2 separate regions of the Mus musculus genome follow, and region 2 is linked to region 1. A link is a contact called in public Hi-C data. All regions are on one chromosome and are shown on one strand. The core of a region is the stretch at or near the end of the contact, and the rest is flanking DNA. Distances in the headings are between cores, read along the strand shown. Region 1 has its middle 25 kb from the start of Ccnd1. Region 2 has its middle 30 kb from the start of Gm46023.

Evidence for each region. A called contact is a pair of places that touch in the nucleus more often than the background predicts.
Region 2: a Hi-C map of bone marrow-derived macrophages shows a contact between it and region 1, with 60 read pairs. The contact joins two enhancer-like sites. A contact is called at or near these places in 7 of 484 Hi-C or Micro-C datasets (ECoMG-derived neutrophils, bone marrow-derived macrophages, double positive thymocytes and 3 more) and 4 of 115 datasets of contacts at active chromatin or transcription factors (the HPC-7 cell line, embryonic fibroblasts, embryonic stem cells and 1 more).

Annotation. Positions count from the first base shown.
Region 1 is chr7:144,962,252-144,968,354 of GRCm38.p6, forward strand. No RefSeq gene overlaps it. Among named protein-coding and RNA genes, the nearest start is that of Ccnd1, 25 kb to the left of the region's middle. Within about 2 kb of position 1,885, at least 51 of the 459 cell types and tissues checked have an H3K27ac peak or open chromatin away from gene starts, as enhancers often do. A contact at or near this core is called in bone marrow-derived macrophages and pancreatic cancer cells, where this site is marked.
Region 2 is chr7:145,096,389-145,102,220 of GRCm38.p6, forward strand. No RefSeq gene overlaps it. Among named protein-coding and RNA genes, the nearest start is that of Gm46023, 30 kb to the left of the region's middle. Within about 2 kb of position 2,228, at least 13 of the 459 cell types and tissues checked have an H3K27ac peak or open chromatin away from gene starts, as enhancers often do. A contact at or near this core is called in bone marrow-derived macrophages and pancreatic cancer cells, where this site is marked.

The sequences.
Region 1 (6,103 bases), core at 635-3,134:
GTTTTTCAAGATAGGGTTTCTCTGTATAGCCCTGGCTGTCCTGGACCTCACTTTGTAGACCAGGCCGGCCTCGAACTCAGAAATCCGCCTGCCTCTGCCTCCCGAGTGCTGGGATTAAAGGCATGCGCCACCACGCCCGGCCAACATTTCAACCTTTAACATAGTATGCATGAGGCTGGGTGGTTACCTCAGAGTCATCTCTGTCTCTTCATTGGTCTCCCAGGGATTCTGCGAAATGCTATCCCCATTATCGAAACTTTGACCATCCTGGAGCAAACCTTTGGTGCACTCGAGTCACAAGCTCCTTGGTGCTTTGAAGCCTGCTCAGTTTTCCTGGGCATCTTAATTCAACCTGCTTATATTTTATTTGAATTTCTCTTTTGAGATTCAGAAAAAAGAGATATGTCTTGGGCTGCAGATAAGTCAGCAGTATTTAAGAGTGCTTGCTGTTCTTCCAAAGGACGGGAGTTGGGTTCTGACGTACAATTCTGGCCACTCACAATTGCCTGAAACACCAGCTCCAGGGGATCCCACACTCTGGTCTCTGAGGGCACCTCTGCTCATGTGCACACACCCATACACTCGTATACACAATCACAAATAAGATAAATCATTGAACAATTTATCTAAAGTTTTTGTCAAGTTTGGAGATCAATGTTGCACTTTGTTTATAAAATTATCTTACTTTTTTGCCAGGATAGGGGAGATGGCTCAACTGGTAAAGGTGTTTGCCACCTAACCTAAGACCCCACATTCTATCCCTGGAATCCACATGGTGGAAGGAGAGAATCAGCCCACACAACTTGCCCTCTGACCGCCACACATCACAGCACATGGTCCAACCCCCTCCCCATAAATAAAATAAAAAAATATTCTTTTGTCTCATCTATGCCTGAAAGAGCTTTGAACGGGAAATGAGAACTATTTAAAGCAGTGTCTGTGGATCCCTCTGGGCTTGGAGGGCAACGAAGGTGTTTTTAATCCCCTCACATTCTCTCTCTTTCTCTCTCTCTCTCTCTCTCTCTCTCTCTCTCTCTCACACACACACACACACACACATACACACACACACACACAGACACACACACAAACACACACACAGACACACTCCAAATCTTCTTTGAACTCTGTAGCAGAGGCTGGCTTTGAACCCCTGATTCCCCTTCCTCAATCTACCAATGGCTGGGACTGCAGGTGTGTGCCACCACACCCAGCTTTAAACTTTACTGTTAGGAAGAGTGTGGGGATAAATACCCATCCTTTCTTCCTTTACGCCCTTGTTCATTTTGTTTTTTTATGAGCTTATCTCTTTGTAAGTAACTGTTATCACAGAGGGTCTGAGATTTAGACTCTGATCAGCCTATCCACCTGGTCTCCACCCCTCCTGCTGAGCCCATATAAGTTCTTGCTAGCCATCAGTGATACCAATGATGCCAACTTTTTATGTCTTTGCCAATCTGATAGATAAATCAAAACCAAAAGCAAAAGTCCTTGGGACATTTCAATTTGTGTTCTTTAATTAGTGCTGAAGTTGCTCTCTCTCTCCATATATGTGTGTGTGTGTGTGTGTGTATGTGTGAGTGTGTGTATAAGTTAATATATTATTTTTCAATATATTATTACATAATATATTGTTATAACATAACCTTTTGTCATGCTTTTCAAGAGCTCTTTATATATTACAGATCCTTAAATATCTCACTGGTCAGCTAAAATCTCTCTAGCATGTAGAACTTGTTACAGAATTTTTTTTTTTAAATTTCACAGTATGCAAGTTTACTGTACTGGGCAGAGGCCAAAGTGAGGATGATTCAGTCTTGGGTCATGCGAAGAACTTGAACATGCCCTTTGAATATCCAGAGCTAACTTGAGAATTTGACTCAGCTCTTCAGTGTTCCAGTTTCAACAAGCTCTTCATAGGAAATGAGGGGGAAAAGAGGCTGGGACTGTGAGAACTCCTATCAGCTGAAAACTTACTAGAGACACAAGGAACCCTGCAGGTTAAAATTCATTTCCTGAGCAGCTGCTGGGGAAGCCAGAGTCTTTCTCAGGTTGTTTGGGCCTTGCACCATTGTTGGTTGGGTTCCTCCATGAAGGGTTGGTTGGTCCCTCCACGAAGGGAGGGAGATGTCTGCACTGTTTTGAGTCTCAGGATCCCTTTCCTATCCAGCTGTGGTTTTGCCACTTTGAGGGGCCCTGGGAGGAAACTGTGAACTTGTCATCTGGAGATCAAGCCTTTTTGTAAGACTTCTGTTAGCTCCCAACCCTGGGTGAGGCCAGGTCTCGGAGGGCCTTGTGCCAACCCAGCCTGATAGCCACAGGGAGGGGCAAGGCGGGTCCTCTCATGTGGAATCACCCATACATAGTTTGGCAAGCAGTTTTTTGAAACAAAGCAAACTATCAGGCCAAAGGTTTCAGACCCATAAAATAGAGCCTGGTGGTGTCTCGGAGGATGAGAGGGGTTGGCAGGCCCTGCCTCCCATCACTGAAAGTCTATTCCGAGAAGACAAAGATGGCAGGCCTGTGTAGGTGCCATTAAAATGGACCTTCCTTGTGTCATGGCCTGAAGCCTGCTAGGAAATGCTCTTGTGGGGCTGAGGAGGAGGCTAGGGGGGAACCACAGCAGTAGAGATAGCTGTGTCAGGAGGTCACAGAAAGAAGGGAGTCTGGGAAATCTCAGCCCAAAGCCCTGGTAATATCCAGACAGCCACTGCCACCCCCATGGTGACCAGTATGAGCTGTGAGGAAGCCACCAAGGATATAAGATAATGATTCAGAGGGCTCCCTGGGGGTCAGGCACTGAGGGACACAGAGGGCATGTGAACCAGCCTGCTGGGGGGTCAGGGAAATAGCACAGGATCCCAGTGGGAAGGAGAAGGTGCGCTGAGAGGACTGGACGTCGAACAGGGTCTATGACATCCAGGGACAGGGCACAGGGCCGATGTCCAGGATGGAAGCCAGGGGCTCTCTGTGGTGGCGGTGAGACTCTTCAGGCCGGGGAAAGGACTCACACTGCAGCGAGAAAACGCTTTGACTCCTAAGCAGAGAGTGAGGTTTGGGAACCCCTAGTGATGGGCAGCAGGGGTTGGGAACTCTCCAGACAGTGCCCCAACCCCCATCCAGGCCGCAGGCCAGGCTTCTCCCATGCAAGCCAGGGCTGTATCATGATCTACCTTGTGTAGCATGTGCTGGGGGTTGACATCAGGGAATGGAGTGGTGGAGGTGTGTGTCATGTGAGTGTGTGATTGAGTGTCCACCCAGAGATGACAAATGGCCACCATCAGTTACAGTATTTGACTTCCTCTCATAGAAGCACAGGACCCTGTCTCCGCTCCATTCTAGAGTTCATGTGTGTTCTATTGGGGGAATTGAATCCAGGAACTGGCACATGCCTGTCTGCTCAATGATGTTGAACTTTGACTCTGTGTACATTATCTTATTATATGAGTATTATGGCACAGGATCTCATATACCCCAGGCTGGCTTCAAACTTTTTATGTATCCAAGGATGACTTTGAACTTCCAACTCTCCTTGCTCTACTCTCCTAGTGCTGGGAGGCACTGCCATGTCTTGCATAGCCCCGGGGACTGACACTAGGCACCAAGGGGTATGAAGAGAGAACAAACACAGGGACCTGGGAGCCCTTGGTCAGGGCTCTCAGATGAGGAGGCTGGGGCACCTGGAAGCTCAGTGCATTTATTTTGTACGGTTGAAGGAGAAGGTGGGGTTATCACATACAGAAGAACGAGAAGGCAAGGTTATTCTATACAGGTGAACAAGAAGGCTGCTTTAGCTTATCTTGGGAGGAACAGTCTTCAGGCTGTAAACGTGGGGTGGGGAGGAAGCTGGAGTGGACATTTCCAGCACACACACATGGACTGGGGCACTGGGGTGTGACAATGCTGAGGTCTTCGTGAATGCCTGGAAAGAACTCTACTAATTGAACTACATTCCCAGCTTTGTCGTCATCATCATGGCTATTCTTGGTTGTCAACTTGACTACATCTGGAATTAACTTAAACTCCAAAATGGAGGGCACACTGCAAGGGATTTCTGCTTAATTTGAAGTAGGAAGATTCACTTCTGATCTGGATCTTTGAGGTGGGAAGGCACATCTTTAATTCAGATCTTTAATGCACTTCTAATCTGGGCCACAGCTTCTGCTGAGAGCCTATATAAGGAGATGAAAGAAGGAAGCTTTTGCTCTTTGTTTGCTTGCTTGCCCGTCCCTTGCTTGCAAGTCCATTCCTTCAGTTCATTACAGACACTTCTTTGGGATTCCAGCTTATACTGCAGACCAATAGAGGCATCCAGCATCATGGACTCAGCAACTGTTAGATTCCTGGACTTCCTGTTCGTAGACAGCCATTGCTGGATTAGCTGGACCATTGCCTGTAAGTCATTTGAATAGATTATCTATCTATCTATCTATCTATCTATCTATCTATCTATCTATCTATCTATCATCTATCTATTTATCTATCTGCCTATCTACCTATCTATGTTCATTCTATAAGTTCTGTTACTTTAGAGAATCCTGGCTAATACAGTCATCTTCATCATCATCATCACTGGAGTGCTGGTGATGGACCCTAGGGCCTTTTTGAGCAAGTGAGCTATCCCAGGCAAGAATATTATTCTTAAGACTGGAAACAATGCCTTGCTGATGGAGTGTTTGCTGGCTATCTCACTCTGATATGTTGAAAATTTAAAAAAAAAAAGCAAAAAACAAACAAACAAAAAAACCCAACATCTTTTCTCTCTTAGGGGCTGCTCCTCCCATGGTGTCCATAGGAGGTGAGTTCTTAGACACCACCATACCACCACCACCAGAAAACCAAATACCTAGTGTGCAAGCTTATTATAAGTCATTTCTGAATAACATTTTTTTTTTCTTTTTGGTCTCGCTATGTGACCCTGGCTATCCTGAACTCCACCATACCAAGCAACTGATGTGACTCCACTGAGTCATCGCAGAATAAAAGAGAAGGAGATTTCTGTAACCTGTACAGTTGCTGGTTTTAAATCTGAATATATTTTTTTAAAGTCAAGGTCTTCTGTAGCTGGCCTTGACTTCTCTATGTTGCAGTGGATGACCTTGGGTTCCTGTTCCCCCTGCTGCACCACCACACTTGGTTTATGGGGCACAGAGATGCAACCCAGGACTTCAGACATGCCAGACAAACACTCTGCCCAAGACCCAGCCCCAAAGCTGTGTCTGGATACTTTTGATATGAGTTCCTTCAGTCTTAGAGGGAACAGCAGGTGCTGGGGTGCAGGCAGCAGATCCTAACATTTGTGTGAGGTCATCTGCCTCACGTTAATGGTTCTTCCTCCCTTCTTCACATTCATCAGTCCATATTTGTGCTGAAACTTCAAAAGCACAGTAGGAAGAACTCCGCTGTAAGTGGTCCAGGGTGTCGTGGGCAGCAGGGGTGCGGTGGGCAGCAGGGGTGTTGGGGGCTCTGCTGATAACACACCGAGGTCACCCCTCTTCAGCTTTCATCAGGTGCTCACAGGGTCACCCGAAAGAGAATGTGGGGAACCACACAGCACCAAGACAGCTTCATGTCCACAGCGAGGAAAGACTCCCCTAAACTACTCAGAGCAGACTGTGTGAGGTAAAGATGGTGACAATGTGCTGAATGGATGGGATGAGACAGTCTCTCCCCTCATCTTGTTCAGGGTCTGAGAAGGGGCCAGAGCAGAAGAAATGTTTGTTTAAAAGGTGATTTATACCAAGATCCCACACCACTCATTATGGTAAGAGATAAAAAAGCAAAAACAAACTGAAACTGTACAGAAAGGAAAAATCCATGGATATGTGGTAAAACAGAAGAAAAATCTTAGAGAGAGAGAGAGAGAGAGAGAGAAGCCCAGAGAGAGAAAAATCCAATGCAGAACCTAGGTGTGGCATGGTGAGATGGAGGAAGTAGTGGAGCCTCAGGGAAGGACCACTTCTGTAAGTCTGAAACTACTGAGTGAAGTGAGTTCAAGGCCAGCCAGGCCTATAGAGCAAGGTTCAGTCTTAGATCAAACCCCAAATCAATAAATTAGAAATTTCACAAAGTTCAACTTAATATATATTCAACAGAAAACAAA
Region 2 (5,832 bases), core at 978-3,477, 130 kb after region 1:
CTGTTTAATCAGGGTGAACTGGCTGAGGCCTCACATGCCTTGGTTTTTCAAAGGAGCCAAAGGCTCTATAGCCACTGGTTGGACTGACACAGGCCTAAGAAACCAGCAGCATAGTGGCTGGGGTTTTTCCTGAGGTAGTCTACTGTTGTCCCCATGTACAGCATGGGGAGGGGGATATATGGATCAGGGTGACAGGAATTCCAGTTCCTCAGAGCCACATGCTGGGCATGACACTCCCTGCCTTGTGCCTCAGTTTCCTCTTTTGCAGCAAGGGACGGGAAGGTGTAGCCTCCAGTATCTCCCAATACTTCTTCCCAGTCTCCCCAGGTGGTCACAGAAGAGCCAGCTCGTGGGAATGGGTTCTGGTTCCCCTTCTTTCCAGGACATGGGGGACCTGGGGCCAGAGTGTGCTGCCAGCCCTTGGGAGCTACAGGCTAAGCCTGAGGGTGTCAGACTGGGCTCTGCTAGGCAAACACTTTCCCAGAAGCCAGTGTGGGAGGCAGCCTGGAAGCAAATGTCCTAGAAGTAGGCACAGGACGTGCCAGAGGTGACACAGCCCTTGGGGGACATGCCCCGGAAGGTAGGGCAGTGGGTGACCCACTGTCCTGGTTTTCCCAAGCAATAGTTCCCACCATGGGGACTTTCAATGACAAAACCAATCAGGAAAGTCCCTGGCAAGCCACATGGCTGGCCACCTTAACGAAGCCACCTGCCTTTCCTCAGCTGCCTCCCATCTCCATTTCTTCTTTTTCAAAGATTGTGTGTGTGTGTGTGTGTGTGTGTGTGTGTGTGTGTGTGTGTGTGTGTAGGTATCTTCAGAGTCCAGAAGGAGGCATCAGATCTTCTGCATCAGGAGTTACAGGTGGTTGTGAACCACTGAAGGTCAATGTTGAGAACTGAACTCGGGTCATCTACAAAAGCAGCAAGTAGTTTTACAGCTGGGCCATCCCTCCAGCCTCCTGATTTCTTTAGAAATACATAAAATCTGTGTTGTCACCAATATGGGCCTTGTCACCATCTACCCAGGTGGCTCACAATGTCTCAGAGAGCATGAAAATGCAGAGCTCGTATAATGTCTGTAGTCCTTGCCTCCGTGATAGCCACCCCCCTACACACACACACACACACACACACACACACACACACACACACACACACACAGTGCAGCAAGTCACCTGTGCACAATGTCAAAAATAAGTACAGTGTTTCTTCTCTGATCATTCTCAAATTTGAATGTGTCACAACTCTGAGGTATTCCTGGCACAGTTCTCCTGGGTTGTATCTCATAACAGGAAGTAGGGAATGGCCTACAGATACAGCTTGGGGCACATCAAGCTATGGGCAACACGGAAGCAGCCACCACACTCATCCAGGAAGGTTCTAGAATGTATTGGTGGCCAACAAAGCCCTAAGTTATCATTTCACGGGCAGGAAACAGAAGGCATGCACCTCAAGAAGTCTGAGGAGTAGGTTGCTGGGTCTCTTGGGTTTCTCTCTGACATCAGGATAGCCATCAGGTGACATCTTTCTCCTGCCCCTGCCATCCTGTATTGGTTTAACTAGTTGTGAGATTTTGTAAAATGAAAAGAAGCTATCCTAGCAGGGCTGCTGCTGTGGTGTCCATGGTGGGGGTTGGGTAGCATTGGCTGGAGCTGGGTCAGTCCCAGTCTGTTCCTAGCAAAGAAGATGCAAAGGAGCCATATTTGGGTCTGACTAGACAGGAATCTTTTGTCCCCAAACTGAGAATTTAGCCCTGTCATAAGTTTGTTTTCTTAGGAAGGTTCTGGGGTCTTAGGAGCTGGAGGAGGTCAGCCACTGGGAACTGATGCAAAACACATGGACTCAGCTCACTACCAGAGACTGTCATGTGGCTCCTAAGACTCAGAGCTTCAGGATGGATGTATCCTGTCATCTTCAGGCACAGCTGGATCTAGGTGCTCAAACACAGCCACTGACTTCTCTCTGCAACCATTCCTTGACCGTCTTCGTCCACACTACCTCTGTCTCCACAGCTTCCTTCATTGTTTGTGTCTCTGCTTCTCTTGGTGTCCTCAGTTGCAGACAGGCACCCTTCGGGATAAGAAAGGTGACAGTTGTCACCCTTGTCTCTTGAGCCAAGTGACAGCTCCCCCTGCTGGCTGGGTAGGAAAAGTCACAGGGAGACTCTTGGTCAGCTTGTGTCACATGCCTACCCCACTGTGACTGTGGTCAGAGAAGAGTCCTCACACTGCCAGTCCCTCCAAACCACACTATGAGAACTGAAAAAGGCACACGGTTCTTCAAAGAAGATGTTGTCATGGAGGAAGGTCAGAGCCAGCGCCACCAAAGATCACAGATGCCACGGTGGCCATGGGAAGCAAAGACCTTCAAGTCCTAGATCAATTCCAGAGACTCCAAGTTTCAGTAACTGTGATCCTCGGTGTGTCCAGAAGGGAGAGCACACTCAGATACTGCAGCTTTGGAGAGACGTAGACGAGAGCAAGCAGGTTCCTAGGTAGAGCAGAAAGGGATCATGACTCTGAACCCAACCTCAGGTTGCCTTTCACTACTTCACCCTCATGTCACGTGTGAGGTGTCACTGTGCATATCTGTCTCAGTTACTGACATCTGCCACTGCCACCACCACCACCGATACTGTCATCACCACTACCACCATCAGCAGCATCACCACCAAAACCATCACCATCATCCATACCACTATTAATCACTGCCATTACTACTACCAACAGCACCAGCATCATCACCATCCCCTCATCACTGTCACCATCCAAAGGGCGCTATCACCATACCCGGGACCGCCAACACCTCCTCTGTCAGATCCACCACTACGTTAACTGTCACCACCCATCATCACTGTCATACCGACACAACTCACACACTCCTACTTCTCTCACCATTAAAAATAAGCCTCATATCCACATCAATCAACAGTGCTATTACCATAGCAACAGCAGTCTTTCTGACTGGAAGTTTATTACGGAAGTTCGATGTGCGGGTATGGATGCCACTAAAGAAAGGAGCACCGGGCCACTGCAACCCAAAGCTTCACCTTCCGGTGAAGGTGCAGAGATCTTAGAAGTGAAGAGACTAACCAAGACAATCTGGGGGACTAAAGGACTGGGGTTCCAGACCTGGGCTCAGATCCAGAGCCTGCTGGCTCCTTATCCAGGCTGAGTCACCTGCTTCCCAAGCCTGTCTCCTCCATCCCTAGGAATGACTGTTCTTCCAGCTGCTCAAACACTGGGGAATCGCTGCCCTTCTCTCCTGGTCCCACCACAGCCAAGCCACAAGTCAGCCCCGAGTTCTCTACCTCCCAGTGAGACCGATCTGTGTCTTAAATGGCCTATGAAGCCCTGAGTCCCTGTCCCATATCTGACTGTCATCTCAGACTTCAACTCCCTACTCTGATTCTGTCTGAGGTGCAATAAAGCCTTTTAAAGTGAGTAAGCCCAACTTCGTCCCCGCCTCAGGGCCTCCGTGTCTGTCGTTCTTGTGTGTTCCCCAGACTTTCATGTAGCTGGCTGCCTCTCATTCAGGCTTTACTGTTAACTAAGGCAAAGCCACTCCCCATCTCCTGTAACTGAAGCATCCCAGCCTGGCGGCTCCATCAGACCTGCAAGCAGTGTCCCTTTGAATGCACCGTTGCGTTTCTGTACATTATTCAGCTTTTTAGCTACAGCCCAAGCCCCAGGGGGACATGGACGGTGCCTGGTTCTTAGAGGTGGCCCCAGGACCTCACACAATTTCTGACAGACACACACTTGGAATCATTGATGGGTGACTGACTTCATTTGAGTGGGCCAATACAGTGCCCCAACTCCAGATTCTGAACCTCTTATTTAATGTTCTGGTTAATTACCTGCTGGTCATTCTCTCATCATCTGTCTACTCGTCAGCCATGTGTCCCCTTAGCCTTTTTTGTTCACCATCCTTTGTCCATCCATCCAATAGTTACCCATGCTATCTGTCCCCCATGCATCCACACTCTACCTGGTCCATCTAACTACATATTCGCACACCCCTGAGTCTACCCATTCCCCACCTATATGTGCATCTATCCCTCCATCCAACCAACATCTGGCCGCCCTTCCATCTATCCAATCAACATCTACCCATCCACCCACTCAACCATCCTCCCTTCTATCATTTACCTGTCCAACCAATTAGCATCCACCCATCCATCAATATCCCATCTTCCATTCACCCATTCATTCGTCCATCCAAACAACCAACACATACCTCCTTATTGACTCATCTGTCCACACAGCAAATGTCTACTCATTCACCCACACATCCACCTGACCCCCAGCCTTGTCCTCTCTTTGCCTCATTTCTCCACAGCATGAGTTGGTCCAGGTAGGAACTATGCCACCCCAGTGGGAAGATCAGACCACACCCCAGAAGGCTGTTCTTGCTCTTAAATAGTAGGTCCACACATTCCAGAGCCACTGTGAGAGAGTCAAGATTATGCACCACTCTGAAAAGTAGCTGACATTATATAAAGCTCATGGTGGGGGCGTGAGGGTCCCAGGTGAGGTCTGGTCAGTATGCTAGGGCAAGAGGAAAGAGTGTGATGGAGTTGATGAGAATCTTCCTGGAAGAGGCAAGGGTAGAGCTGGTCTACATAGAAACGGAGGAAGCATGGGCTGAGAAGTCTGCTGTAGAGATGGAAATGAGTGGGCACTGTTAGTACTCATGGTCAGTACCTGGTAAACTCCTACTCACACCACAAGGCCTAACCTCATTTGCCCCATTCTGAGACGGCATCATCTCCAAACTACCTACTCTCATCCCAGACAGTTAATATTAGTAACAACAATGGCAATATTATAATTCTGGTGACCATTATTAAGTAATATCTGTGCTGAATGCCCTGTGACATCATCATATCCAATATTATAGCAGTTTGTGATTTACCTACTTCACCATTGCTTTTAAAATGATAACCAGAGACTTGGGATGAGTCACTGGGACACCCAGAACTTGGCCCACACCTTCTTAGTTTCCAGCCTTCATTGAAGCAACATGGAGATTTATCTTCTGTCAGCCACTCTCTTTCAAATGTACACACTGTGCATGCCATGGTGGGGCAAAGGCAGTTTGATGATATTTGATTATCTGAAGCCTAGCAGAGGAGGCAACCTTGCATAAATGTGTTGGATGGATGGATGGATGACTGAATAGATGGTGTACATATGTATGACTAGAAGGTGAGTAAGTAAGGGATGGATTAAAGATGGATAGGTAGTGGTGGATACATGAACTGATGGATAAAGATGATGGATGGACAGGTAGATGGGTGGATGGATGGATGGGTGAGTGGATGGATGGATGGGTGGGTGGATGGATGGATATAGATCATATGTGCATGAATGGATAGATGATAGATGAATGATGGATAGATGATGGGTGGATGGATGATAAATGGATAGGCAGATAAATGGTATAGATGATGGATAGGTAGTGAATGATAGATAAGTATAGATGATTGATGGATGGATGGGTGACAGATAGATGAGCCAGTAAGTTACATCCCTCCATGTCCTCTGCATCAGCTCCTGCTTCCTAACCTGCTTGAGTTCCAGTCCTGACTTCCATTGGTGATGAATAGCAGTGTGGAAAGTGTAAGCTAAATAAACCCTTTCCTCCCAAACTTGCTTCTTGGTTGTTATGTTTTGTGCAGGAATAGAAATCTATGATCGGGTGGTGGCTTTCATGGCTGTCTTATGTGAAAGTGTTCTTTTGCTGTATTGGAGAGCTGAGACACTGGAGGTCCGGCCTCTCTCCCTTCTCTGTGTACAGTCCCCTCTTCTTCATGGCCCTTCTCCAGTC